4 separate regions of the Mus musculus genome follow, and all the other regions are linked to region 3. A link is a contact called in public Hi-C and promoter capture Hi-C data. All regions are on one chromosome and are shown on one strand. Each heading gives the region's core, a stretch centred on a gene start, on an enhancer-like site or on the middle of the called end of the contact. The rest is flanking DNA. Distances are from core to core; before and after follow the strand shown.

Region 1 (3,912 bases), core at 101-2,600, 320 kb before region 3:
GCAGGTTAAATACTCATTAAGTGGCTTGCATTGCAAATGATCACTTTTCCATAGCAATGGCTAAACTGCCAGCATCCGTTTAGAGAAATCTCCCACCTTGTCCCTGTCTGGATTTGCCACAGTGAAGAGGCCCCAAGGATGTCAACCTCTTCCAGTATAAGGTGGGATCCAGCACAGGTTTCCCTGGCCACTTTCTCATGTGCTGAGGCCAAGTTGGCTTGGTCATAGGCCAGGTTCCAGCTCTGTCTAGCATAGTTAAATATCCTATACATAGATCTTTTTCCCAAACACAGAGCTCGCTCCTGGATTATAACTTCATTATCACTTTTAAATCTAAAGAACAAATGTTCAACTCCAAAATCAGGGCAAATGTCTGAAACCTTATTCAGCAAGTCTCCACAGACAAAGTCATGTCCAGCCCCAAAAACAGAGTGTCATTTCCAGATGCTATCTGCTGTGTGTGTCTACAGGGAGCAGGATGGGATGAATGCCCTCTTCTCTGGCTGCCCAGCTACCTAGCTAGTAGGAGTGGCTTTGGCTTTCTTGAACTGAAGTGCTGAGAGCCTTCCTACCCCAGGGCCAATGTGCTCATCTCCCATTTAGAGGTAATTTTCTATTTCAAGGGGACCAGTGGCCCAACAGCTCAAATACATATTCATTCATTTGTTTATTTAATCACAACCTCTTCAATACTGAACACCCACATGCTAGATGCGCATCTAGACACTTAAGACCCATGGCTGGGTGATCAGCAGAGCTAGTCTTCAGATTTACTCTTTGCTTCTCAGTGCTCAAAATACATTTCAGCACCTGGTTGGGTGGAGGCTCTTTCTCTAAAATATTTAATCAACTCTAACTCTGTGTTTGTGACTCACAAGCTCACCAGTTGACCAGCTTCACTGGAGGAGAATATTTGCAGAGAAAAAACAGAGAGCAGAGGAGTAAGAAAGAGAAGAGAAAAGGAGACTGGAAGGGAGGGGAGGGTTGAGAGAGGAAGAGGGGAGAGAGGAGGAGAGGCATGGGGATAGACGAGACTGAATGAGACAGAGATCCCAGCACAGAATGGACCAGGGTACAAAGAAAAACCACACATAGTAAGATGATGTGGGGTCAGCTTGGGCGGGCTGCTATATGGACTGTGACATCACCAAATCTAAGATAGGAAAGGAGGAAATTAGGAAGAACGGGGGAAATCTTAGCAAACACAACATTTACAGATAAACTGTATGGCAGCTTTCCCCATACATAATTATTCCCATAATGAAACCTTAAGTTTCCATGGAGACATCTTATATATGTATAATGTACGTTTAAATAGTTACCTCTTTCCTCTTTTTCAAGGAAACCACTAAGAAGCTGTGCAGCTCAGTCCCGAGATTCACATTTTTTCCTCCTTTCACTTCCTGTTAAGTTTCCTTTAGGCTTCTGGTTAAAGATTTTAAGTTTCTTTTCCTACGCTCCCGAACAATTATTCTTTGGATAAGCTTTAAACTATTTCATGTTCAAATTCAAATTATTTATTGACGATGTGTAGAAATGGAACTATGTTTTATATATTCACTCTGTAGCAGATGGTAAATGGCCTGTTAAATTCCACAGTTTATTTTAATAGTGAAGCTGTAGATTTGTCCAATTCTTGATATACTGTAAATTTTACATTGATTTTTTTTCCTGCCTTATTGCACTGATGACTTATAGTGCAAAACTGAATCAAAGTAGTGACATTTGTTTCTATTGCTCCATCTCCGGTGCCACATAGGATACCTCTCAAGATTTTACAACTAATGTTTTCCATTCAATTGATTTTTTGAGAATTTCACATGTGATATTGAATTCACACTATTTGATGCCTGTCTCTTTCCACTAACATTCTTCTTTACTATTATTTACTTTTATTTATATATGCATATGTGTGTATAAATATAATCACTTGAGTCCATTTGGTTCTGCTCCTATATACATGGTTAGAGTTTAACACTTGGGATTGGATAACCTATCAGAGGGCACATCCTTAGGAAAGACTTGTTCTTACTTTAATGCCTATAGATAGATCTTTATCTAAAGGTAGGGCCTTGTGATATTTCCCTATCCAAGAAGGCATGTTAACTAGTGCTGTCATTTCAAAGACCTTCTCATGAACTTATGGGGGAGGGGGCCAAAGACTGCTTCATTCGTGGACAGAATTGAATTGTACCAGCTATGCCCTGTGCCCATTAACAAGATAAGATACTTTTTTTTCCCTTTAAAAAGGTCTATAAGTAAATTGTGTGTTATAAAACATTAAACCAACTTTTTAAAACTTTTGTTTTAATTGTACTGGTTATTCTGCCCGTGTGTGCATGATGTGGTGGTGGGTGGAGAGGGGTCATATGTGCCACAACACCTTGGTGGACATTAAAGGACAAATTTGTGGAGTTAGTTCTCTCTTTAATGTGCATTCTGGGTATCGAATTCAGGTTAGCAGGCTTCCACAGAGAGCTCCTTTGCTGACTGGAATGAAATATCCCACTTGGCTAGCCCAACCATGGGTTCTTAAGCTCATGTTTTTCATAATATAAACTCATTTTAAAGGTTGTTAGATTTTTTTTTTGCTAATATATTCTGATTAATATTTTTAAATATTTGACAATGAGAGAGGTTAGCCTGTAAATTTTTTGTTTTAGTATGTATTTTTAAAATTCAATAGTAACTGTTTACTATACTGAGAAGAAATACAAATTAGAGTTTTAGCTCTTTTTTTCTGAGACGTTGATGATCAATTCTCTGTTGTATTTTTATATCTAACACCTAATATCTTCCCAATAAACACTTACTGAATTAATGAACAGTTTAATAATGAATAAATGGAAAATTACCCATGCCCAAGCGTAAGCAAATTCCAGCTCACTCTCCCATGGTGTGGGTAACGTGCTGCAGACACGGGCAGGATTGTCCTCTCAGAGTGGAATTTCTGCTGCTTTTAGGACTGAGTAGTTACAGCCGGGCCCATACAGACGGCAAGCCTGAAATATTTATTAGCTGAGCCTTTTTAGGAAAACTCCTCCAATTCCTTCTCTAAGCACACTATTCAATAAATATCTGGACGGTGGCCAGAATGTGCCCAGCCAGGGAAACCTACAGCAAGGAAATCTCTTCCATCTCACCCTGAAGAAATGGAGGGTGCTCCAAAGCGGGTGGCTGCTGAGGCAGGAGACTGGTAAGGCGGGTGGCTGGTGACCCAAGCAACACTCAGTCTTTTTCACAATGACACCTGTTTTGGTCTATCATCAAGGGTCACAGTGTGAAAGGACATGTGTCTACAATTGACACTACTCGAAATCACTACACATTGTCCAGCTGTCCCCTTCTCCCCAGGGGCTTTGGTTAAATCTTTCCCTGGATTTCAGGGCTTTCATGGCCTCTTATTTTGGTCCCAATAGCAGGAATTCGCTGAACTCAAATAAAACAATGAATGAGCCCATGTGGGTCTTAGGACGATCGTAGCAATTCAGCAGATGCCCTGAGCCTAACAAAGGCCCACATTTAGCTATCCTGACTTCTTTCTTCTTAAGATGAAGAATTCCTAATGCTTGAGCTATTCAATGTGCAACTGAGTGAAAGATCTTTGCTGCTAGAAGATGCTTCAGCAACCCTTGTTTTCAATTTCCATTATCCTTCCCACCCATTAAGAAGGACATTCTTCTTCTTATACAAAGAATTCTAGTGTCAGTGTGCTTTCCTAACTCCAGAGTCCAAAGCACTTAAGAGAAAACCCAACATTGCCTTTATACACATAAGTATGTTTACAGTTTTATGCTGTTACTCATTTTTACTACTCACTGTGGTCAGGGAGAGCCTCAAGACATTACAAATCTACAAATGCTATATATAAATATTTATCCATATATATTATATATCCATCCATCCCATGAG
Region 2 (3,918 bases), core at 1,382-3,881, 370 kb after region 3:
TTTCGCAGTCCTGCTACAGGTGGTCCACAGGTTCTCAATGCCCAGAGAAGACCCCTTTCAGTTCTCAAAACTACAGAAGTGGGCACCACAAATGAGGATGTGTCTCCCGATATTTGTGTAAGTTAACATAAATGGACTTAGTGGATTATCTCACTCAGATATCTTAGTAGTTTAGCATTTGGCTGGTTAGATGGCTCAGCAGGTGAAAGTACTGCCTGCCACACCTGATGGCCTGAGATTGGTCCCTGGGCCCCACATGGTGAAATGAGAAAACTGACTCTGACCATTGCATGACTTTCCCTGACACAGACGGACAAGTAAGTGTAATAAAATTAAAACAAACATTAAACGTTCAATAAATGTTGAAATTTGCCTGTTGTAATGGACAGTGGACTTGAGGAGAATCTCAGATTTAAAGTCAGCCTAGGCCGTGCAGTAAGTTTTAGGCTACCTTGAGTACATAGCTAGGTCTTGTTCAAAAGACTTTGATAAACATTAAAATCACTAATGTGAACTAGGCACATAAAAAGATATTCATAATTATATCACCAGGAAAATGCAAATTAGAGCCACAGTGAGATACTACAGGGTACCCGCTGTCAGGCCTGTAATCAGGAGACAGATAATAACAAATGTTTGCAGGCAAAGGTTATAGAAAAATTAGAACCTTCATACATTGCACAAACAGTCTCTTCTGTAAAACACACTGGTCATTCTTTAAAATGTTAAAGCTAGGGGCCCTTAAGAGCACTTGCTCTCCCAGAGGACCAACCTGGGTTTGATTCCCAGCCCTAGTTGGCAGCCTACAAACTGCCCACAGCCCTGTTGTGGCTCTCATGGGTACTGCACTCATGCTAACATACATGTAGGCGAAACATCCATGCACAGAAAATAAAAGCATAAAATAATTACTAGACTGGCGGTGGTGGTGCACACCTTTAATCCCAGTGCTGAGGCAGAAGCAGGTGGATCTCTGAGTTCAAGGCCAGTCTGGCCTACAAAGCAAGTTCCTGGACAGCTAGGGCAATGCAGAGAATCCCTGTCTTGGAAAAAAATTTTTACTAGTTAAATGTAGTTACTAAAAGCCACAGCATATCTCATCCATGACATACCCATGGTAGCTAAACTAATACACAGTTAATATGGAAATATTACTCATGGTAGAGAGAGGAACCTAGATGTGATCAACTAATGCATAAATCAAATACGTATTAGCACAGTGGCCTATCACTTGACGATTCCAAGGAACGAATGATAGACTGACCTGCATTACAGCATGGTCGACCCTCACGGTCAGTAAGTGAAGTCATGTGTCTGCAGAGTACTGCTTTGGAAGTGACTCCCGTGCTCTCCTTGCCTGCTACAGGTAATATCATTTTCTCCTCTCAGAAAGATAAAGTGAAATGTGTGGGTCTGGTGTGATAGAAAGAAACTTACAGGAAATATTTTTCCATTTGCACGAAGTGTCCATAATAAAGCAGTGCAGTTGGGAATTACGGAGAGGACGACCGCAAGGCGCTGGAGTGCATTGTGCTTGCTTGCTTTCTACCAAAAGAGCACACTGGCGTGAACACACTAGAACCCTGAGGTGCACACCACACTGTGAAGTGATGAATTATATCTCAGTCTTTTTTTTTAAGAATTGTTTATTTATTTTATGCATATGAGTACTCTGTAGCTGTCTTCAGACACACCAGAAGAGGGCCTCTGATCCCATTACAGATGGTTGTGAGCCACCATGTGGTTGCTGGGAATTGAACTCAGGACCTCTAGAAGAGCAGCCAGTATCCTTAACCACTGAGCCATCTCTCCAGCCTCCCATATCTAAAAGTCTTAAAGGGCGGGGGAGGGGGGGTGTCACTAATTTGACAGTCTTTTCATACTTGCAATTATTTTTTTCCCGACATACATGTAAAATGCCTGGGTAGCAATGGATATAGACCATTTTTTCTTTCTGTTCTTTTTTTTTTTTTTTTAATTTTTCATGTTTTGTGTTTATGTGTGGGGTGTGCTTGCGTGTGTATGAGGGCAGCTGTGAGTGGCTTTACTCACTGAGCTGGCTCACGCCCCTCATGTTCTTTACCAGTAGAGATTTAGTAACACCCAGGGTAGAAAGACAGGATATAGGCATTCAAATACGGTAAAAAGACCCAAGGCACTGTGTGGCATGGTGGTGCTTTACTGATACTTTGGGAAGGAAAAGTCTGTGCAGACGAGCCCCAGGCATTGCTGGAGGGTGAAGGGGGGTGGCTGGTGGGGGTATGAGAAGCTACAACAACTGCATTTCTTCCTCCACAACCAAGGAAAAGAGCTAAGTCGCTGAAGACAGTGACTTGTTAATAGAGTTCTCTTTTTATTTACCTTCTTGATAAATATTTTCTGATAAAGTACACAGGATTTTATAGCTAGACAGATGTGAATGGCAATGCTATTTTATATCCAAAAATGTAGAATTTCTAATGACTCAGAAGAGCCTAGGAGACTTTTATGACTGAAGGAAGACACACAGGCTCTACTCCAGTTTTATGAGATTTGAATTTCCAGAGAAGGAATCCACACATTATGTTCCCCTTTGTTTTAAATAATTTGGGAAAGTTATTCTGATTCCGCCAGTTCCCCGGTTGCTATGGAGAGCACAGCGATTGAAGAGAGCAAGCAGTACATGTTGTGTTCTGGAGAATACCGCCCAGTGTGCGGTGGACGGCCTAGCCAGGGAGGATGGGCCTTCAGGGAGGTTCTGGGTTCAGCTCCTCAGTGAAGGCTTGAAATTGTCTGGAAGAGGACAGTAAGCTGCCTTTCTATGTGTTGAGCCACACACCCCCTCCAGTATATTTTTTGATGAAGTATAGTTTTCTTTGTTAACAAAATCATTTTCCTCAATTCTGTCCTGTGCTTTTTAAATTGTCTTCAACTTGAGGTCCTGGTTTGTTATTTCTAAATCTCATGTCAATGATCTGATGTCTTAAGTTTAAAAAAAAAATGTGTGCGTGCGTGCATATGTGTGTGTTGTACCGCGTTTGTTGAACTGTTGCAGCTAAAGTGTGTTTGGCTACTTTAGGATGAACTCACAGAACTTGAGCCTCTGAGTGAAGACGCCATCATCACTGGTTTCAGGAACGTCACTCTCTGTCCCAACCCTGAGGACACTTGTGACTTTGCTAGAGCAGCTCGTTTGGCATCTACTCCTTTCCATGAGATACTGTCCTCGAAGGGCATCGCTGCTGATCCCGAGGGACTGTTGCAGGAAGAGGATCTGGATGGGAAGGCCGCCGAGGCTCATCACACTGTTCATCACCAGGCCCTCATCATAAAGAAACTGAGGTGACTGGAGTGTTTCTCTCTTGGTCTGTGTGCTTGTCAATTGCAGTGGCCAGGTATCGGCTCTTACTGTCCATCAGATGCTCAATCAGGGAGTAAGTCTGACCCGGGGACACAGTCGGTGAAGGTTACTGATTGGTTTGGATTTGAGGATTAGAAGAAGTAAATTGTGCTGGTTATGAGACTCAGGTAACGAAGGAAATGGCTCAGCAGGTAAGGGCACTTTCTTGTAGAGGACCTGGGTTTGATTTCCAACACCCACGTGATAACTCTCAACTCTGTGTTCTAGGGTATCCATTGGCCTTTCTGACCTCCACATGTACAGACACATGCATGGTGCACAAAGTTGTGAGCAGAATGCTTACATACATAGAGTAACTAAATCTAAAACAGGTTTAATCTGTTTCTTATTTGGGAAAAAATGAGACCAATAAAAATAAATTCTATTACAAGATGAGTTCAGTATAAAATTTATAATTTAAAAATGTATAAAGTTGGACTCTAAACAGATAGCTAGTGGCTAAAAGCATTGGCTGCTCTGGTGGAGGTCCCGGGCTCAGTTCTTAGCACCTACAGTGGTACCTCCCAACCCTCTGAACT
Region 3 (3,878 bases), core at 1,186-3,685:
AGAGAACAGTCGGTCCACTCTTCCCACTCGGCAACTGAAAAAGGCATTGATGTCAACATTGTTCACACTCTGTAAAAGTGTCTGGGCTCACTCAGGAGAGGCCTGACAGTGTTATTGTGGGATGATGGATCACCCTGGCCCCGGCACATCACCACCAAAAAGCGTAAGTCACTAAAAGGCCAAATGTCTTTTCCATGCCCTATGCTTCCTGTCAAGGAGGACTTACTGCAGCTTGAGAGGAGTGGGGAGCTGGAGGGATGTGGCAGAGCCAATATAATACATCTCAAAAAAGGCCAAGCACGGGGACCGAGCCATGATGTGGATCAGCTAAGACTCCGGAAACCTTTCCATCTGTTTCAAAGGCTGCTCGGCTGCTATTAGGCTTCCTCAGAAACATCGCAAATTAAATAAACCACGGTTCACAGGAAATGTAACTGACAGGCTATCTGTGTATTTGGCCATCTGGAAAAGAAATCGGAATAAAGACCATTGAAATGGGATCTGATAGGTGTATTGTGTGTTTAAGAAATCACTTGTCACACAGAAACTCCATATGAAAAATGAAGAGCTGTACAAGAAAGCAGCCACACGATGTGCACCAAGTTGCATGTGCCCTGAGAATGGATTTACCAACTGCCATGTCTTCCCTGAGGATGTGGGATGGGAGACAGGATCCAAAAGGAGGGTGTAGAAGAATCTAGCCAAGTAGGACATCAAAGAGGGAATCCAGGAATTGATAAATCCAAACAATAGTAAATAAAGCATAATATTTAAGAGTTCAAGGTGGCTGCCTCCAGAAGATGTGACTGGGAACTGCTCAGTTATTTCTTCCATTCTGAATTTTATACCACAGTTTAACATTTGGACCATATCATTTTAATAAAAGTAAAAGCAAAATTTAAAAGTAATGAGTCAATATAAAATATGCAATCTTCCAAGGCCTGGAAGGAAATGCAAGGATAGCTTGCAAAGAAATCAATGATATACTAAGCCAGCGTGGTCCTCACTTGGTAGAACTGTTTGGGAAGGATTAGGAGGAAGTGGTATTTCATGGGCAGAGGAAGCGCCTCCTGAAGTATCAATAGACTCTCAGCTTCCCACTTAGCTCTGCTTTCTACTTTCAGATCAAGATGTGGGCTCTCAGCTGTTTCTGCTTCCGTGCCTTTGCTCCGCCATGATGGACTCTAAGCCTCTGAAGCTGTAAGTCAATTGAAGGCGTTCTTTTATAAGACTCTGGACTAGGAAAGCAGTTGGATGCTGATGAAGAGCTTAAAGAGCATCCTGGTGGGAGGTTAGAAGGCAATAATGCTGAGAGCAAGGCAGACTGCAGAGGCCTACGGACCTCAGGCCATTTCAGGGGAAAACAATACTAGCACCTGGGCGACAGAAGGACAGAACATTCCTGTATTTGGCAAAGAAAGTGGCTGCTTTCTGCCCTTGCCTTAAACATTTGCCTGAGGCAAAACTGAAAAACCATGGATTAGTTTCCTTGGCAGAGAAGATTTCAAGACATGGCTCTCTGACTCTGTTGCATGGTTATTAGTAATCATATCCCGGTCTTATGGAGGTCTACAATAAAAAGGGAAACTGGGACAAAAAGAAATTTTTGTTTTATACATTTCCTCATTTAATGAAACACAGTGCACCAAAAGAATCAAAATTAAAATACCAGTTACTTTATGCTATTCAGTGAAGTAGAGATGTGACCAGATTCTAATGGTAACAAATAACTGCTCATACACGCCAACGTTTTATTACATTTTTTGATCAGCTCGTGTAGATAGTACACGTCCGGTGTGATGAGGCAAAACTGGTTGTGTCTCCAGATTGTTTGCTCCCTGTCTTATTGTCTGAAAGGCCTATTCATAGTCCCCAGGCTGGTGGATGCCCAAAGGTATCTACCTATACGTTTGGTTTACATTTCTTCCATTGGGAAAGCTAAGTCCCAGATCAATGTTTACAAACCCTCTCTCTAGTCTCATTTTTCCTGTGCCACTTTTAAGGACTATGCTACTGACTAGTGCTCCAGACCTCAGTGGGAAGAAGGCTCGTAAGGATGCACTAATGCAGAAAGAGTTTTCAGCAGAGATCACGCCTCTGCCCGGGCAGTAGCTTCTGAGACTCCCAGACATAGCCACGCCCCTGTGGCCACCCCATGCTGGCCTGGGCGAACAGGCCACACCCACAGCCCTCGGGGACAGAGTCCGCCCTCTCACCCTCCTCTGGCACATCAGGCCACACCTCCACCTCGCCCTCTGCCGTGGCCAGCGGCTACCAACCTCTGCCCGTGGTGCGTGCGGCCCCTCAACTTCTCGGTGGGGAAGAAAGCTGGACGCCTAGACACTGACTCTCTCCACTTCCCTTCGAAGGGGACCGGTTTTTCCCGCCACCGCCTCCTCTGTGAAGATGAAAGAGGCAGCAGGAGACCGCTGTCTCAAAGAACGCTGTTGCCCTGGCAACTAGAAGCGCGCAGATCACAGTCTCGCGATAGGTTTAAAGGTCCCGTACCTTCAAGAATTGGGTATTGAAGCCGGGCGTGGTGGCGCACGCCTTTAATCCCAGCACTTGGGAGGCAGAGGCAGGCGGATTTCTGAGTTCGAGGCCAGCCTGGTATACAGAGTGAGTTCCAGGACAGCTAAGGCTACACAGAGAAACCCTGTCTCGAAAAAAGCAAAAAAAAAAAAAAAAGAATTGGGTATTGGGGACCGGAAGTTACAAGAAGACTGCTGTCCTGGTTGGGATTGGAGGGGGTGTGACTGTGGCCCTCCTATAACCTTCTTTTCAGTGAATGTTCTGGGTGGGAATGGTTTGTTCATATTCAGGTTGGCCTCTGGAACGAGGATCTCCATGTTTACATAGCTCTCACCGGCTACTAGAATGTTCTACCGACCAGGTGTCCTCTCAGATCAGTTACTTCCCATATCACTATCCTCTCTTCCTTGCAAGACTGATGTGCAACTCAAACAGATCTCGTATGTGAAGGTCTTGTAAAATTTGGAGAGCTGTGTGAGTGTGTGTGTGTGTGTAATACATGTGTATATAATAGCAGTGTGCATAAAGTATAATGTATAATACAGTGTATATATACATATGCGTATATATACATATACGTCCTGTAAAGACTGGGCTGTAGTAGAATAAGAAGGATTATGATGGCAGTATATACCTCCACAGCTACCAATCATTTCTCTGTGTACAGTGCATTAGGGCTCATTGCCTGGATCACCAAACTGATGCTCTTTCTTCATTCTCAGTACCGCGCAACCTCTGCTGCGTTTCAGTCTGAATTGCCCTTGGTTGTTTACAAGGTATTTTCATACTCAGAGCCCCTTTATCCTCATGCTTTGGGGTAAATACAGTGTTTCTCTGGTCTTTTTTCATCAGAGCAAATAAGTATGACTTGAGTTGCCCAAAGATCACAGCTACAAGTTAAGATGGTGCTGAGGGCAAAACCCTGGCTGTGAATACCATCTGGGTGCTATTGATCCTTTGTTTCGGACTCCAGGTCAAATGACTCCCTTGAACCTCATAAGGCATGAGAACCCTCGCAAACTAAGCAGATCAAAATCAAGCCACTTTTCTATAGTCCCCTCTCCCCACTGCAGCCCTTCCTATACCGTCTTCCCCACACCATTCTCCCAGGCTCAGCTCAGCACCTTTGGTACCATCCTCAAGTCGGACATGCTACCAGACCTGCATTCAAGTGTATCTGAATCCAAGTGTTCCTCATATCTGCAAGGTTCCCACCCTCAATTAGATGTTTGTGATACTCTACTAGTAGTTTCCTCAGTGGGAGCTTCCCTTGCACCTCCTGTATACTGAAGGACAGTATCCTACAACGTGTGTTCAGAACCTCAGCCAAATCCTACCAGCCCTCT
Region 4 (3,820 bases), core at 731-3,230, 290 kb after region 3:
ACTCCAGCTGGCCAGCTGGCTTAGCTCCCGTCCAGAGGAGCAAAGCTGCCTGCTCACCACAGGTTAATCTGGAGGGTTGAATCGGCCTCTAGCAAAGTGTCCAGCTAATTCTACTCGCTAATCTTCGTGACTTCCAATTCTCATCCACTCAGCCTCCCATTCCTGCCAGAGCTGAACCTGAGATAGGTGCAAAGTGCCTCGCAGAAGGAAGTGAAATTCAGCCCTCCTGCTGAGCGCTCTCTCCCTGCCTACACAGTGGGGCTGTTTCTTAGTGTTAAGTTCCTCTCGCTCCACCTGACAGCTCATGAAATTCTGCACTTGGAGTCACCCGGCAGCTTGAACTTCCAAGCTGACCTCGCCTGAGTTAGGGCCCCTGGGGCAACCAGAAGCATCAACAAGCACCTGAATGGTTAAGGAGATGCAAGGACAAATTTTGTCATCATCAGACTGCTGGGGATTCCAGGGAGTTCCGATCCCCACTTTATTGCCTTTGAAAGACAAGCCAAGTAGTTTGTGGGGCTAAGTCTTTACAGAAATCTCAGTTAGGTTCAGAAACCTTACTTTCCCAAATGCAAGCTCTGTGAGGTTCTTACTTCAACCCTCAAGCCTTACCCCATCCCACCCCTGAGCTATCCGTAGTCCTGTGCCCTCTTCCCTGGAGAATGACTCCATGCCTGCTATTGTTCCGATAGGAAAGGGGTAACTCCAGCGTAAAGTTTCCAGATGAAAGGACCAAGAGATGTCACCTAGCAGTGCTTCTTCTGTCCTTCAACCTCTTCTTTGCAGTGTGGCTATCCCAACCAAAGTAGGGACTCTCCAGAGCCAATCACAAGCAGGAGTCATTGTCTTGGTGTTTCTTTTGAAGCCTATCACTCCCCTCCCCCTCCCAGCAAAGCCCCAAAGTTCAACCCTTGCCTAGACTGGACAGTGGGGGAGGTGCAGCCAGAGGGTGTGGCTCTGAAAACGCGGAGGACCCCCCCCCACTTTGCACAAGAACTGCAGGTGGCTCTCCAGTTAGTGTGAACCTCGGAGGGGCTCTGGGCAAAGTCAAAAGTAAACTGGGGAAGAGTGGAGACCCTCAGCTTCCCTGAGCTAAAGTGGTAAAGTCCAGACTGATAGGAAGAGGGCACTTCCTGAGAGCACCGCCAGGGAATGCTTTATTCCTAGCAAAGGTCTTAAAGTCCGCTGGAGCCATCGCAGAACTTCGGCGATCCAACTAGGATGCTCAATATAAACTCCTCCTCTTAGGAGTTAGCACTAGCCAGATACCTTGAACTCAATAGTGGCTAAGATCTCAGGACACACGCGCACGCACATGCACACACGCACACACACCTGGGTGACTCCAGGACAGCGTCTCAGCCTCCGAGTTGTGATGCCAGGGCTCTGCGCCAGGGTCCAGGGTGAAGAACACTCGGGGGGCTTGGTGCCCACACTCGATTGGGAAGAAGGGGGCAAACTCCAGCTGTTAAGAAGAGGAGCCTTCAGACTCCGCAGGGAGGCAAAATGCACCACAACTTACGGCCCCACCCCACAGTTACACCCGGAGGCCAGAGCGTCCGGGAGCTTGGCAGTGGACCCCAGGATCATTTGCTCACCTACTTTTAACTCCGAATTCCAAATGCTTCCCGAAAGCCCCTCTTGGAGCAGCAACCACAAATTTGTGCTCTGCACCTCGTTCCCACATCCCTGCACCCCAACTCCCCGTGGTCACCCCAGATGCCCGCAGTCCAAACCCTTCCCCGGGCCCCCACGCGCTGCGCGACTCCGCTCCCCACTTCCCGGAGGAGGTACGATCCAACTCCGCCTAGCCCCCCGCCGCCCGGGCGCTCACCGGGCTGCGGTGGGAGGCGGTGGCGCGGGCTGCGGCAGCGACTGCTGCAGGCGCGAGCTGGCGCGGGAGGAGGCCACGGCACACCGCGCGGTATTGTTTCCAAAATACGCCCGCTCCGGGCATCCCGCAAACAGCTGATGAGGCCCCGCCCCTCTTTGCGTCACTCCAACCACTGACCAATGGCAAGTGGAGGTCCAAGTCTCAAGCTGGGCAGCTGCCAGGGACAATCACCAATGTACAAACCTTCCCTTGGAAACATTATAAGGGGCCGGGCGCATTTCTGACCTCCGTCAGAAGCGCAATTGGAGCGCTGTAGAGGGTGAGGATTCGGTTCCTAATGCAAGCCCCAGAAACGACAGAGAGTCCCTAGGTTTTCTACTAGGTAGTGGGGGGACAAGACGCCTAAGTGACTTTTGTCTACTTGGAAATGGGCTGAGTTATTGCAGGACTTCCAAAAAGCCGGCTCAGGAGGAGACTGGGAGTTTTCAGACGCGCCTTGTAATATATAGCGGAAAAAAAAAAAAACCGAGCTGCTGGTCCCTAATAAAAAAAAAGCAAAACAAATAAAAAACCAAAACAAAAAACTGCCCTCTTTCCTGTTGGGCGTGTCTGAGGAAAGCTGGAGGAGAACACGTGTGTCTGCATCTAGAACCAAATGACATTCGGATCCATCAAGTGCAAAGAAAGGCCATGTCCTCTCTTCTAGACTGTGGAAGATCACTGTTGAAAAAAGGACTCTAGCAGAGGGGAAATCAAAGGGGTAGCTCGGACAGCCCTATCTATGGCAGCAGCAGAAGGCTGTTCTTGGACTGCTAAGAAAGCAAAACGCATCTCGTGTACTATGGCCAATCTAGGGATGACTCCACATTTTTTTGAACACCTACTATGTGCCAGGTCCTGGTCTAAGTGCTAGACTTCTGGTGCCTGACCTCAATGAACCGATACTTCACATGTGAATGATGGAAACCAGCTTGAATGGTGCTATTTTAGGGATAATAAGCAAAGATTTTTGAGTCGGGCCTTGAAGAATGGGGAATATTTCACTAAATAAAAACCAAATAAAACAGTCCTGACCCAGAGAGGTCAGGGAGCTAGAATAAAGTACTTAACATGTCTGGAAAGCAAGATCAGCTGCACGCCCCCCCCGTCCCCCCTCCCCCCCATCAAGCTCTCTGGCATCTTCACTATGATTTAGGATGTGAGGGTATGGGCAGGTAGATTCAGGTCAGATTGCAGAGGTGCCCCCTGGAATACCAGGCTGAGGAGTCTGTATTTTTTAAAAGTAATTTGTTAATTTTTATTTTATGTGCGTTAGTGTTTCGCCTGTATGTATGTCTTTGTGACAGCGTGTCATCCGGAACCAGAGTTACAGACAGCTATGAACTGCCGTGTGAGTTCTTGGAATTGAACCTGGGTCCTCTGGAAGAGCAACCAGTGCTTTTAACCACTGAGCCATCTCTTCAGCCCCAAGGAATTACTTTATAGAGGACTGGTAGCAAAGATTTTACAGAAGATGAATTTTGGGGAAAACTGAGTGGGGAGGCAGAAATCAGTGAAAGGAACAGAGCCCTGCCACAACCTAAATGAGCTGCAATAGAGACACGGGCAAAGCAGAGAAGCTGGGCTTAGTTACAGTCTCTACTTACAGTCTGCTCTAAGATACAAGCTGGCTGGATCTGGGGCTCCCAGACTCAATTGTCTTTGGCTATTTTTTGTTTTAAAATTTTTATTTATTTACTTTGGTTTCTTTCTTTCTGTTTTTCTTTTTTAATTGTTTTTAGATATATTTATTTTTACTTTATTCGTGTGGGTGTTTTGCCTTCATGCATGTGTGTGTACCAGGTGTGTGCCTGATGCCCAAGGGGACTATAAGAGGGGGTGGAATCTCCTGAAATTGGAGTTAAGGATGGGTGTGAGCCACCATGTGGGTGCTGAGAACCAAACACTAGTCCTCTGCAAGAGCAACAAGCGAACTTCACTGCAGAG

Evidence for each region. Hi-C and Micro-C count contacts between places; a contact is called where the count stands out from the background. Capture Hi-C pulls out chosen DNA fragments and counts their contacts.
Region 1: a Hi-C map of bone marrow-derived macrophages shows a contact between it and region 3, with 5 times the contacts expected there. The contact joins the enhancer-like site here to the promoter of Fsip1 in region 3. A contact is called at or near these places in 1 of 484 Hi-C or Micro-C datasets (bone marrow-derived macrophages) and 1 of 115 datasets of contacts at active chromatin or transcription factors (pancreatic cancer cells).
Region 2: a Hi-C map of cortical neurons shows a contact between it and region 3, with 3 times the contacts expected there. The contact joins the enhancer-like site here to the promoter of Fsip1 in region 3. A contact is called at or near these places in 1 of 39 promoter capture datasets (the C10 cell line), 1 of 15 datasets of contacts at CTCF or cohesin (large pre-B cells), 38 of 484 Hi-C or Micro-C datasets (the 3T3-L1 cell line, B cells, the Ba/F3 cell line and 25 more), 4 of 115 datasets of contacts at active chromatin or transcription factors (embryonic basal ganglia, forebrain, large pre-B cells and 1 more) and 1 of 9 other capture datasets (embryonic stem cells).
Region 4: a promoter capture Hi-C map of pancreatic islet shows a contact between it and region 3. The contact joins the promoter of Bmf here to the promoter of Fsip1 in region 3. A contact is called at or near these places in 1 of 39 promoter capture datasets (hippocampal neurons), 1 of 15 datasets of contacts at CTCF or cohesin (large pre-B cells), 7 of 484 Hi-C or Micro-C datasets (the N1E-115 cell line, bone marrow-derived macrophages, embryonic fibroblasts and 4 more), 6 of 115 datasets of contacts at active chromatin or transcription factors (astrocytes, bone marrow-derived macrophages, embryonic forebrain and 3 more) and 3 of 9 other capture datasets (embryonic tail, liver and pancreatic islet).

Annotation. Positions count from the first base shown.
Region 1 is chr2:117,935,496-117,939,407 of GRCm38.p6, forward strand. The region is part of intron 8 of Gm13986 (predicted gene 13986); the gene reads right to left. Among named protein-coding and RNA genes, the nearest start is that of 4930412B13Rik, 120 kb to the left of the region's middle. Within about 2 kb of position 1,351, at least 7 of the 459 cell types and tissues checked have an H3K27ac peak or open chromatin away from gene starts, as enhancers often do. A contact at or near this core is called in bone marrow-derived macrophages, where this site is marked.
Region 2 is chr2:118,626,845-118,630,762 of GRCm38.p6, forward strand. It overlaps Bub1b (BUB1B, mitotic checkpoint serine/threonine kinase), which reads left to right. Exons shown (of 23, transcript NM_009773.3): 14 at 9-117; 15 at 3,059-3,321. Among named protein-coding and RNA genes, the nearest start is that of Bub1b, 31 kb to the left of the region's middle. Within about 2 kb of position 2,632, at least 7 of the 459 cell types and tissues checked have an H3K27ac peak or open chromatin away from gene starts, as enhancers often do. A contact at or near this core is called in cortical neurons and ventral hippocampal neurons, where this site is marked.
Region 3 is chr2:118,254,521-118,258,398 of GRCm38.p6, forward strand. It overlaps Fsip1 (fibrous sheath-interacting protein 1), which reads right to left and starts at 2,436. Exons shown (of 12, transcript NM_001374672.1): 1 at 2,280-2,436.
Region 4 is chr2:118,547,706-118,551,525 of GRCm38.p6, forward strand. Bmf (BCL2 modifying factor) reads right to left here and starts at 1,981. Exons shown (of 5, transcript NM_138313.4): 1 at 1,835-1,981; 2 at 1,336-1,465. The coding sequence starts at 1,957.